Linked DNA regions of Mus musculus: regions 1 and 3 are each linked to region 2. The links are chromatin contacts, called in public promoter capture Hi-C maps. All regions are on one chromosome and are shown on one strand. Each heading gives the region's core, a stretch centred on a gene start, on an enhancer-like site or on the middle of the called end of the contact. The rest is flanking DNA. Distances are from core to core; before and after follow the strand shown.

Region 1 (3,647 bases), core at 184-2,683, 770 kb after region 2:
CTCAAACATAAAGAGACACTAATTGACAGCATTCAGTAGCTGGAATGCCAGTAGGGGACAGCAAAGGTAATTGATTCTAAGTGACTACAAATGGAAAGATGTGATTTCAGAACCCAACCTCATGGGAAACCTCCTGGAACAGAGGCAAGGAAGGACACATACTCCCTACCTGTCCTGGCCACTGGAATCCCATACTGATCTACAGAGGTTCCTAGAATGCATAAAACTACCCACACACATCTAAAGCGACGTCACCCAGCAATTCTGCTCCTAGTTATCAATGCCAAAGAATCAGAAATGAACACTGTGTGAGGAAGTATGTGCGTGTGCACTTGTGCATATGTGCATTCGTGTATCTAGAAATTAGCACTCAAAGCCACTGGAAGAAATAAATAAAGATGGTACTTGAGAGTTAGGAAGAGCAAGACATTTAAAAGTGGTTCATACCACTATTAGTTTTTATTAGCCCCTACTAACTTTTTATCTCTGCACAGCTTGTTGCCTGCAAAGATGAGGTTGTCTTTAACCTTAATGACACTAGCACATGTAATTCTTTGCTCTCAAGGGTTGATCTGCACTTTTTAGGACGTTTCTCAGCACCCTTGATTCTATCCATTATAGAAGCCACACGCCTCCTCCTACCCTCCCACACAACTGTCACAAGAAACTGTCAAGCAACCTGTGAGGACAGCCTTTTCTTCTTCCCATGTGGAAACAGTACCTTGTCTTACTACTGGAGAAGTAGATGGTAGAGGCCCCAGTGTGCCACAAAAACAACATTAAAAACTCTTCTTAGAATTAAAAGAGCAAGCATTTGAATCAGGCAGTTCTTTGAGACTGCTATCTAAATGGCACGCTAGGTGACCTACAAGAAGCATCTTAAAATCATATACACAATGTATGATTAACCCAGTAGCAAACAAAGATCCCTTATATTTTACTGTGTCTGTGTTATAATTTACTCAGTAAATTACATCCATATAGTCTTTGATTATAACAGATTTCAACCTTAGTTAAAGCAAATTACCTTCCTAGAAACCTCAGTTCTCTAATACAATAAAATCATCAAGTAACACAATTAGTGACATTTGGAAAGCTTTTATTCTGGTTAAATACCATATACTATATCAGCACAAGATCTGGCTGGAAGTGACGCTGCAGGCACTCATATTGTTCCAGATATTGAAAAGAACTGATAGAGCCTGGGAGTTCGAGACCATTCAGGACACCAAAGAGGGCCTTTATCACAACAAAACACACACACACACACACACACACACACACACACACGTCTTCCTGGAATATGACTTTAAAACTAAGCCATGTGAAAACCCCATGTTGCTCATGTTAACTGCTGGTCTCTCTCCACTGCATCCTTAAGATAATCACAGCAGACCAGTGCTCTCTTTGCAGAATTACTCACTGCACACACGCTCTGTTCTGCCAGCAGAGTAAGCGTGCCTGGGTGGAATTCCACAAAGTCAGAATCTATGCAGATGTTCCTTCCCGTTTGGTTTCCTTTAATTTGCAAATCTTGTAATCTAAGCCTGAAGTTGACTGAACCAACATTTAAACCAGCAGAGCAATATCAGCCAAAAACTCAATCTGTTTTCTATTTAAATGTCAAGACTGCATCCTTTTTGGTGGCTGAAAAAAAACTGTTGTTTTGAAATGATTACACAGTGGAACTGCAAGCCCTTTAGTAGTTTTATGAACTGCTTCTAAAAGGAAAGCTATGCTTTTAAAAGCCTTGAGGTTATGGAGCGGAAGGGAAACGTGGAACACAGAGATGCTTACTTTTATATTTCTAACTACCCATTGAAGGTACCTTAAACTAGACAACAGCAAAGAAACTTTCTTAAAGTTTATCACCGAGTCAAGATTGAAGTGCTACCCTGAGCCTTACTATCTTGAAGCAAGCTTCTTCCACCAAGGGGAGGGACACACAAGGATGCATTACAGCTGGGCATGAGAAAACTAATGTGGGGGTGGCCATGCTCATTATCTTGATTGGAGTGATGGTTTCACGGGTATATACAGATGTCAAAATGTATCAAACTGCACACATTAAGGAGGTGCAGTTAATCATGTTTCAATTATGCCTCAATAAAGATATATGTACAGCATTATACACATGAGCTTCTGTAGGGAATATAAACAAATTACAATTTTTCCGTGGAAGTAAAGATCCCTAAAAAGCAGTCCTAGCGTAGCCCACGAGGACTGGCAAAACAGAACAAAAACAGCAGAGGTGAACAAGCTCCACCCCCCAAAAGCTTTTATCCCAACTCAAAATCAGATAACTACATCAATATACAGAAAAGGCATTCCCAACAGTGAATAGAACTCTCTACTGTTCCTATCCTGGGATTCAAATCAGCGACTATGTGCCACGCCTAATGCATACCAGACTGCAGTGAAAACTCTGCCTCACCTAATCAGCATGGTGCCCCTGGATCACTCCCACGGTTCAAGATTACGGATCCCAAGAACAAGGACTGACAAGAACTGCTGCTCTTCATCTGCAATTTACTTCTGAATCTTTTCTCTAAAGTCTTCACAGTTTCCATTATTCCTATACATTTAGCCATAGCATGGAGACTAACTATAAAGCATCAATTTTAGGTTAATCCTTAGTGAAAAAAACTATAGAACAAGGAACAAGCAGAAATGAAACAAGATTCACCATTGATGGGTCAGCATCTTGTGTCATTACATCCAAGTTTCCTTCAAAAACATCTTTATTCAAATCTGAGTTCAGTCCCTAGAACTTACTTTAAAAAAAAAAAGGAGCAGTAGCAGCAACATTCTTACAGTAAAACGGGAGGCAAACACAGAACTTGTGAGAAGCTTGCTGACCAGTACCTCACAGGCCACACAGAGTAGAAAAGACAAGACGGAGCCTGTCTCAAAGGGGAGTGGAGGAAAGGTGACAACAAGAGGTGTCATCTGACTCACACGCATACACTGTGGCATGCACCTAAATATACATGCAACATATATACTAACAATTAATTAGTGACTTAGTCAGTCGGTTAAAGGAGCGTGCCTTAAATGCCAGCATTCAAGAGGCAGGAGAATAATAATAATAATTCAAGGCAGTCTGATCTACATAACAAGTTTCAGGCCAACATGTGTGACCTGTCTTTAAAAAAAAAAAAAGAAGAAGAAAAAAGACGAAGAGGATCCCCTTAAATACCACACAATAAAAACAAGAACAACAGCATAATTACTTGAGGCTCTACATAGTGACTAGAATCCTTTTCTTTATAATGTCTGTAAATGAAGAGAGATTAAATAGAAAATCAGAGCTGGAGAGATAGCTCAGCGGTTAAGAGCTGACTCTCTTCCAAGGGTCCTGAGTTCAATTCCCAGCAACCACATGGTGGCTCACCACCATCTGTCTGTAACGAGATCTGATACCCTCTTCTGGAGTGTCTAAAGGCAGCAACAGTGTGCCCACATACATGAAATAAATAAATATTTTTAAAAACTTTTCCATGAGAATCTTAATTTAATTGTATTCCAACTCAAAATTTTCTCAGAGAAAAAAATATTAGCTGCATGCCAAACTGACTTTGTATGGTAAATATAAATTAAGAAGGAAATATGAAGTCAGGCATGGTGGCACACACCTATTATCCCAG
Region 2 (3,452 bases), core at 20-2,519:
CTGATTCTCCAGGCGGAATGGGCGGGGCCAAAGGCCCTGCAGCTTGAGCTGCATGAGGAGAGAGAGAGAGAGAGAGAGAGAGAGAGAGAGAGAGAGAGAGAGAGAGAGAGAGGATAAAGGGGAGGGAGATAAAGAAGAAGATCAGTATCCGTGGTGGGGAGAACATCTTTCTTGGGCCTATCCTGAAGGGCGAAGATTGGCACAGCCATTGGTCCTGAAGAGGAACCGGGCGAACACAAGGAGGGGGATCGGTGACTAAATCTTCCCACACTATGATATATGGGACCTGATTAGGGTGGCTCTTCGAGCCAGCACCAAAAATGCACCTCTTGACGGACAATATAAGAGGCAGTGAGAAAGAACCCTCAGGAGGCCATCCAATCTGAAAGGTGGGCCACTCTGACGAGCAAAAAGTAAACCATTTATTTTTCTTCACATTTACTGAGAGATTGTGAGCTCTAGTCTTAACCTCCCTCCAATGTTCTAGAGTAAAACTCGGAGGGGTGGAAGGTCAGTGTCCCATTCTGTCCAAAAATAACGTCAGTCCCAGTCCACACACAAAAAGAAAAACAGAAAGTAAAATACCAACGCGCCCCTGCCACGAGCGCCACAGAAGATACACTGAATAACTTGGTAGTGGTCTCTTTGCCACTGACCCCCAGATGAAGTCGAGCCCTCCCGGATCTCGCGGATCGGATCCGACTTCCCACTCTGAGAGTCTGGAGCGTCCTCCAGGACTCTTCGTTACCGCAGCGTTAAGGTCGCTTCTGGCAACCCCCGGCAGACAACTCCTTTGCAAACCGAAACCAAACTGACTTGCAGCCGACTCAAAATAGAGGGAACAGACGGAATAGACGCGCGGAATAGACGCACGCCAAGGGCGGACACAAAGAGACACAGCCGCGGTACCTGCTCGAACAATCCTCCGGTCTCCTGTCACTGGACCCGCCAGCAGGACGATTCCCGGTCAATGCACCAAATGTAAGACCCGTCTAACGCCCATTTTGTGCTTCTTAAAGTCTCACAGTACAAGAATTTTTTTTTTTCCTTCAAGCAAATGTGCGGAACTTGTCCCAGTCTTTTTCGCGGGGTGGGGTTTGGGGGAGGGGCGGTGCTCGTCTTCCGGTCCCGCCAAGTACTCGAGGGTTGATTTTACTTCGCGGGCTCCCATTGGGCGGTATAGCGTTGGCCTCGTACGATGATTGGCTGTTTCCTTTTCCGGTCTGGCTGTGTGATTGGCTGACTGGGAACCGAGGGGCGGGAGGCGCGAATTCATCTGTGTGGCGCTGCGGAGTGCAGCCTGGAGAGGGAGGAGTGGCTGTACCTTGGTACCTGGCAGCGTCGGAACAGCCGGTGAGGGAGGACTTTCGTACTCGCGAGCTTTCCTTGTAGGTCGGCTCCGCGTTGCCTTCTGTCAAACGTCAGCCGTTCCTTTTCTCTGGGAGCGGGAGCCAGCCGTGGGCAAATGGAAAGGAGGGCGCGGGGAGGGGACGGGCTCCTGCAGGCTGGCGCCGGCGGGCTCTCGGGCTCTATGGTGTGGCTCCCCGTGGACATGTGAGAACTAGGAGCTTGGGGAAGGAAAGCTGAGGGCCAGGGAGCCTGTCCTTACATTCTGTGAACGCAGGCTGGAGGTAGCCCCAGCTTCCGCGGTACTTCTGGAAGGGCTACAGATTTGTTAACCCGCCCCCCCCCCCCCCTTCTCTTAAAGAGACAGGGTCTCACCCTCCAGCTCTGGCTGGGCTGGAACTCGGAGTGCAGACCTGGCTGCCCTCGATCGATCGTACAGAGATCCACCAGAGATTGTTGGGGGCCAGAAGAATTGCGCCACCACATCCGGAAGTGTGATTGTCTGATGAGTTTTGAGAGGAATGTTGCCACAGCTTCAGGCATAGATTGCCATCTCGATTAATTTTAGTAACACAATATTGAGTTTTTGCTTCAGAATAAGCTGTTAGAGTCCATTAAACCTCAGAGGTTTACAGATAAAAATCAGTGATTGGATACTTTTTCTAACAATATCTTTTATTTATTCTTTGATAGTTTATGCATATATACAAAGTATCTTGACCTATCCCCAGTACATCCTTCACACTGCTTCGGGACCCCTTCACACGCCCCTCCCACCCAATGAGTCCAATTAGTACTGCCTGATGGGATGTTGACAGGTCTCCTTGGCTTGATTTTATGCAGGTCTTGTCTGACAGAACAATATTTAGAAATGAAAAATAACTTAAGAGTGGTGGGTTTTTTGGAGCACAGAAGCTGTGGTTAAAGTTATTGACTTCATGACCTGTTGTACCTTCTGTCTTAACCATCTCCATTCACAGACTGAGTTTACCAGATTTTCTCACCACTGTCGAAATTCTTCAGTCAATAAAAGTGTCTGGGAGGTTAGGTGATGCAAACAGTGGGATTTAAATCTATTTTGTTTCAATTATAATCTCCTGATTTCAGAATTACTGAGCTGACTCAGCAGGTAAAGGACTCAACCGAGCTAGCAGTGTTTAATTCCTGAGACCCACATGGTGAGAGGAGGGAACCTATTCTGTCTCCAGAACACTGTCTTCTCACTTCCACACACGTGTCATGCCATGCGGGTTCTCCTCCCCCAGTAAACTAAAAGATGATTTAAAAAAAATTAAGTGAATTTCTGTGGAAAGATACTTTCTCCCTTACAACAATTTTTAAAGTTAGATATTATTGCAGAAAAGAATTTTAGACTTACAGGTGAAAAATGTTAAGTCATAGATACAACCTGTGCTTCCTGCCCATTCATCTGCCTTTTCCTTCTAACTGGGAGAGTGTGAAAAGGGCAAACAGGAATGTACAGAATAAGAGGAAACAGTGAGGCTATGGAATAGCAGAGCTGCTTCAGAAATCTGTTGTATCTATAAGTTGAATATATGTAATCAAACTTGTTATAGGAGCTTGTGTTTCATCTGCCATGTACAGTATGTTTTTACATTATTTAACTTTTACAGCAGTCTTATAAGGCTTGTTTCTGTTAGGACTCCTATTCTGTACCTGAGGACATGGAGTTCTAGAAAAGTGACTTGCCTTACATCATAACTAATACATCATGGAGTGCCAGTCTAGACTGGTCAGACTCTAGTACGTATGTGCTCTTGACCCTGAGATTTATTTATAAGGATAAGATTTTTTTTTATTTCTATTACTTTTATATATGTGCTTATTAATTCCAGTTTTTATTATCAGACTTCAGCTCTATTGCTAGGTGTCTGGTTTTCTTTGAATGACATTATTTCGATATGTAAACTGTAATCCTTTTTATATTTGTGAGTGTATGTGTGGATGGCTATGCCAGGTAAATGCAGGTTATTGCAGAAGCCAGATAAGGTTGTGGGAGTCCTTGGAGCTGGAGTTACAGGCATTTGTAAGGTGCCTGATGTGGGCTCTGGGAATCCATCTCGCCAACCCTTCTACTGATTTTA
Region 3 (3,622 bases), core at 932-3,431, 630 kb after region 2:
GGATGCCATGTGGGTGCTAAGAACTGAAACCAGGTCCTCTACAAGGGCAATAAGCATTGTTATCCACCAAGCCATCTCGGCAGCACCAAAAATGAGACTATTCTTGATCCTACTTAATACTTTGTGTATCTTGCAAGCCCAATCTGAAAGAAACAAGACACAGACCAACTACCTGAAGAAAAATTGTTAGCACCTTTACAAACATTTGTCAGCCTTATTATTTTTCTAGATTTATTTTATGTATATGAGTGTGTTGCTTGCATGTATCTATGTGTACCACACGTTGTGCCCGTTACCTTCCCATGGAGGTAAGAAAAGAGAGTAAGACCCCCTGGAATTAGAGTCACAGCTGTAAGCCAGCATGGAATGCTGGGACCTCTACAAGAGCAGCAAGTGCTCAGCAGCCTTTCTAGTCTCTTATCAGCTATTTTTAGATAATAAACAAAGAAAAGGAGAAGGAACTTCAAGATATACAGCTCACCATTTATATCCCTACTATAGCTACAAGGATTAACAGTGCGTCTTATCACGCTACATGCAAAGGAAATACTGTCAAGTTACTTTAAAATAGCACCAGGCAGGCCAGGATGAGCACATGAGCACATGGTTACAAGGTAACTTTGAAGCAGACTGTTTATAGTATGTGTTCTCAGAGAAGCAAACATGCAGAGAGCAAGTAAACAGAAACAACAACAACAACCTCACCTAGTGTATTTTGATGTCACACGTTGACTAATTGCAAGAGACTGAGATAAGGGAGCATTGCTCACAAACACAGCTGCCCTCATCCAACCTCCCTTCCCAAGTGACAGAGTCCTTCCTACTTTAAAGCTATGCTGAAAAACTGAACAAAATTTAGATCTACTTAAGAACACAACCAACAGTTAGAAATCCACATTCTACGTGTATCAGGAGCACCAGCAAGGTCAGGCCAGCAGTGGACTGTTGTGAATACACTTTAGATTCAGGGTCAGAGTGTTTGTTTTCCATACCCTATGAAATCCCCACCCCACAGAAAAAGATGAAAAGCCCCTTGAAGCTGAAGTACTTAGTGAAGACCTAAGAAGCCAATAATGCGCCAGCAGTTTTGAGTCCTTTAGGTTATTTCAGGGAACAATGAGTCTTTTTCTAGCTACAGAGAACTTTGTGAATTCGATGACATCATGCTGCCCTGAATGAAGCAGCTCCCACTGAAGGTTCACCCAAAGGGCAACGGTGATAAACTCTCATTCAAGGACAAACTTTCACATATATTTGGTTCTTATTAAAAGCAGCATTTCTTTAACGGGCCTACAATATGAATGTGCTCTGAAGCAAACTCTGCTTCCAATGAGAAAGCACTTCGGCCTCCAGGGAGAACTGGTGGGCAATGCAGCTTCTTATTGTAAAAATGAAAATCTGCCTCTATAAACTAAGTCTCCAGAGCAAACAACCAGCAAAGTGAACACGCAGTTCCCAATGAGCCAAGCATCCCAGAAGGAACACGACCACCGTCTGTGCCTAAAGTAGTAACGAGTCCAAACAGCTAAGCAAGTCATTTTCTACCTATCAACGTAACAACATTTGTTAATTTTCAATGACTATGAAAAAAAGGAGAAAGTCATCATCTAAAAAGATAACACGCCTAAAATCCCTGAAAGCATGGTTAGTATCAGACTCCACTGCTACTGACAACATGGATGGAGCACCAGCAGTGCACTGAACCTGTGAGGTTGCAACCTCATTTCCGGCCTGCTTATTAGCAGGCATGCTTTGCAACAGCCCAACAGTAGTGTGACAATACATACAGAAACAAGTGTCTCCAAGGTTTATATTAAATGGATCAATGATCTTCCCTGCACCTAGGCCCTAGGGTACCATAGATGCTCACTAATTAATTATTAAAATTTTCTAGCATTCACTCATTGCCCATCTCTGGTTTCACTTTCCTTTTCTTCCACATTCCCAGAAGAACAGTCACCAGCAATGTATAATTAGAAAAATGACATATACTTATTGTCTGCAAGAGAATACACTTCCCTGAATAGCCTTCAACTCCGGGTACATCTTATCCCTCTCTCGCCAGTTTCCTTTTCCAGATTCTCAAAGTCTCATTCAACCACATGACTAAGGACCTTTCATTTGTTATTCTTGTTGCCCTAGAGGTCATTTTGCATTGTGTGTCTGGACAAGTGATATCTGGAGGCAGCCTGGCAGGGCTCAGTATGACCATAAAGATCTCGTAAAGTGAAGTACATAACAGAGCCTAATGGACTGCCTGCAGTTCTGGCTAGATCAGCAACTCTGCTGAACAAAAGTTCAAAACCATCCCAATGCACAACTTGGAACTGAACAGACTTTGGCAACGTCTTCAAGACATCTGCAACTAAGGTCAAGGAAGAGCTAGACACAACCGCATGTCCATAATGCCAACTTAATATGTGCATCTGCAACTCACTCAGCAGAAGACTTCAACACACACACATGTGAAATGACAGCACGGGAACTAAAATGTAACTCCTCCCTTACTGCAGTGTCTACAAAATCTTGCTGAGAACTTCTGAATTAACACTATCATGTTACAGTGTGGGCACATGCAAAGGGGCATGGGTAGGGGGTGGGGGATGGGTCACGGGGAGGTGAGCAGTGGGGAAAAGAGGCTTAGGGTGCAGCTCAACAGTAAAGTGTTGCTCTAGCACATGCAAAGATCTGCATCCAGGCCCCAGGGATTGAAATTAAAGAGAAGAGGGGACAGAGGCAAGGGAGGAAGATGTAGGGAGGGAGGGAGGGATGGAGGGAAGGGGGGAGGGAGGGGGGAGAGAGAGAGAAGAGAGAGACAGAGACATGAAGAGAGAGAGACAGAGACTGATCTGAGTAGATCAGTAACAGTAGCTGCAGCCTTACAACCAATTACTTTAATTCACATACATGCATTATAGTTGTACTTCTTACACCAATAATCAGGTCTTTATTTTACAGTCAAAGATTATAAATGTGCCAGACTTTATAAAAGAATAACGTAAGAAAGGGTATATACTTTGAACTAATGAAAAATGAAAGAAACACTCATTTGGCTCTTTAATAATCGGACATCAAGATTTTATACAAAAAACAAAACAAAACAAATTCTGGGGTGACAGAACTCGTCTGGAAACTCGGTGGCCTGGGCCTGATCACCAGCACCACGAGACACACCCACAAAACCAAAACAGAGCAGAGGGACCATTTACAAAAGCAAAAATTATTTTGCACAGAGTTAATGCAGTGTCTTCCATACTTTACTTGTTTACTGCTGAATATTATTCTAGGAAAGTCTAGGTCATTATACAGCAGAAAGAAAGAAATAGACATTTTCTCTTGCATAAGCGAAAGAGGCAAAGTTATCTTGGCATGAAAAGAGAAAAGCTTTTAAACCCTGGAAGACAGCAACATTTTTAACCCATACAAAGGAACACATTTCAGAATCCTTATAAACAATCCTTAAAGATACACAACGTGTTCCTTTAGGTCCAAATAGATCAGTTAAAAACACAGAAGCAAGAATCACTAACAATCACCTAAGGGCTCTGTCCAAAAACAAAACAACATTCTCCAAAGTTGATCTTCTACTGTGACACAATGCCAGCCACCAGGAGCTCTCCAA

The links. Promoter capture Hi-C pulls out the DNA fragments that hold promoters and counts their contacts.
Region 1: a contact with region 2 is called in a promoter capture Hi-C map of liver, with 2.9 times the contacts expected there. The contact joins the enhancer-like site here to the promoter of Brip1 in region 2. A contact is called at or near these places in 6 of 39 promoter capture datasets (the HPC-7 cell line, embryonic stem cells, frontonasal cranial neural crest and 2 more) and 8 of 115 datasets of contacts at active chromatin or transcription factors (astrocytes, bone marrow-derived macrophages, embryonic forebrain and 4 more).
Region 3: a promoter capture Hi-C map of liver shows a contact between it and region 2, with 2.2 times the contacts expected there. The contact joins the enhancer-like site here to the promoter of Brip1 in region 2. A contact is called at or near these places in 3 of 39 promoter capture datasets (hippocampal neurons and liver) and 2 of 115 datasets of contacts at active chromatin or transcription factors (astrocytes and bone marrow-derived macrophages).

What each region holds. Positions count from the first base shown.
Region 1 is chr11:85,426,312-85,429,958 of GRCm38.p6, reverse strand. All of the region lies in intron 7 of Bcas3 (breast carcinoma amplified sequence 3), which reads right to left. Among named protein-coding and RNA genes, the nearest start is that of Bcas3, 75 kb to the right of the region's middle. Within about 2 kb of position 1,433, at least 18 of the 459 cell types and tissues checked have an H3K27ac peak or open chromatin away from gene starts, as enhancers often do.
Region 2 is chr11:86,199,010-86,202,461 of GRCm38.p6, reverse strand. It overlaps Brip1 (BRCA1 interacting protein C-terminal helicase 1), which reads left to right and starts at 1,269. Exons shown (of 20, transcript NM_178309.2): 1 at 1,269-1,353. It overlaps Brip1os (BRCA1 interacting protein C-terminal helicase 1, opposite strand), which reads right to left and starts at 1,102. Exons shown (of 7, transcript NR_130959.1): 1 at 910-1,102.
Region 3 is chr11:85,569,705-85,573,326 of GRCm38.p6, reverse strand. All of the region lies in intron 19 of Bcas3 (breast carcinoma amplified sequence 3), which reads right to left. Among named protein-coding and RNA genes, the nearest start is that of Bcas3os1, 150 kb to the left of the region's middle. Within about 2 kb of position 2,181, at least 25 of the 459 cell types and tissues checked have an H3K27ac peak or open chromatin away from gene starts, as enhancers often do. A contact at or near this core is called in liver, where this site is marked.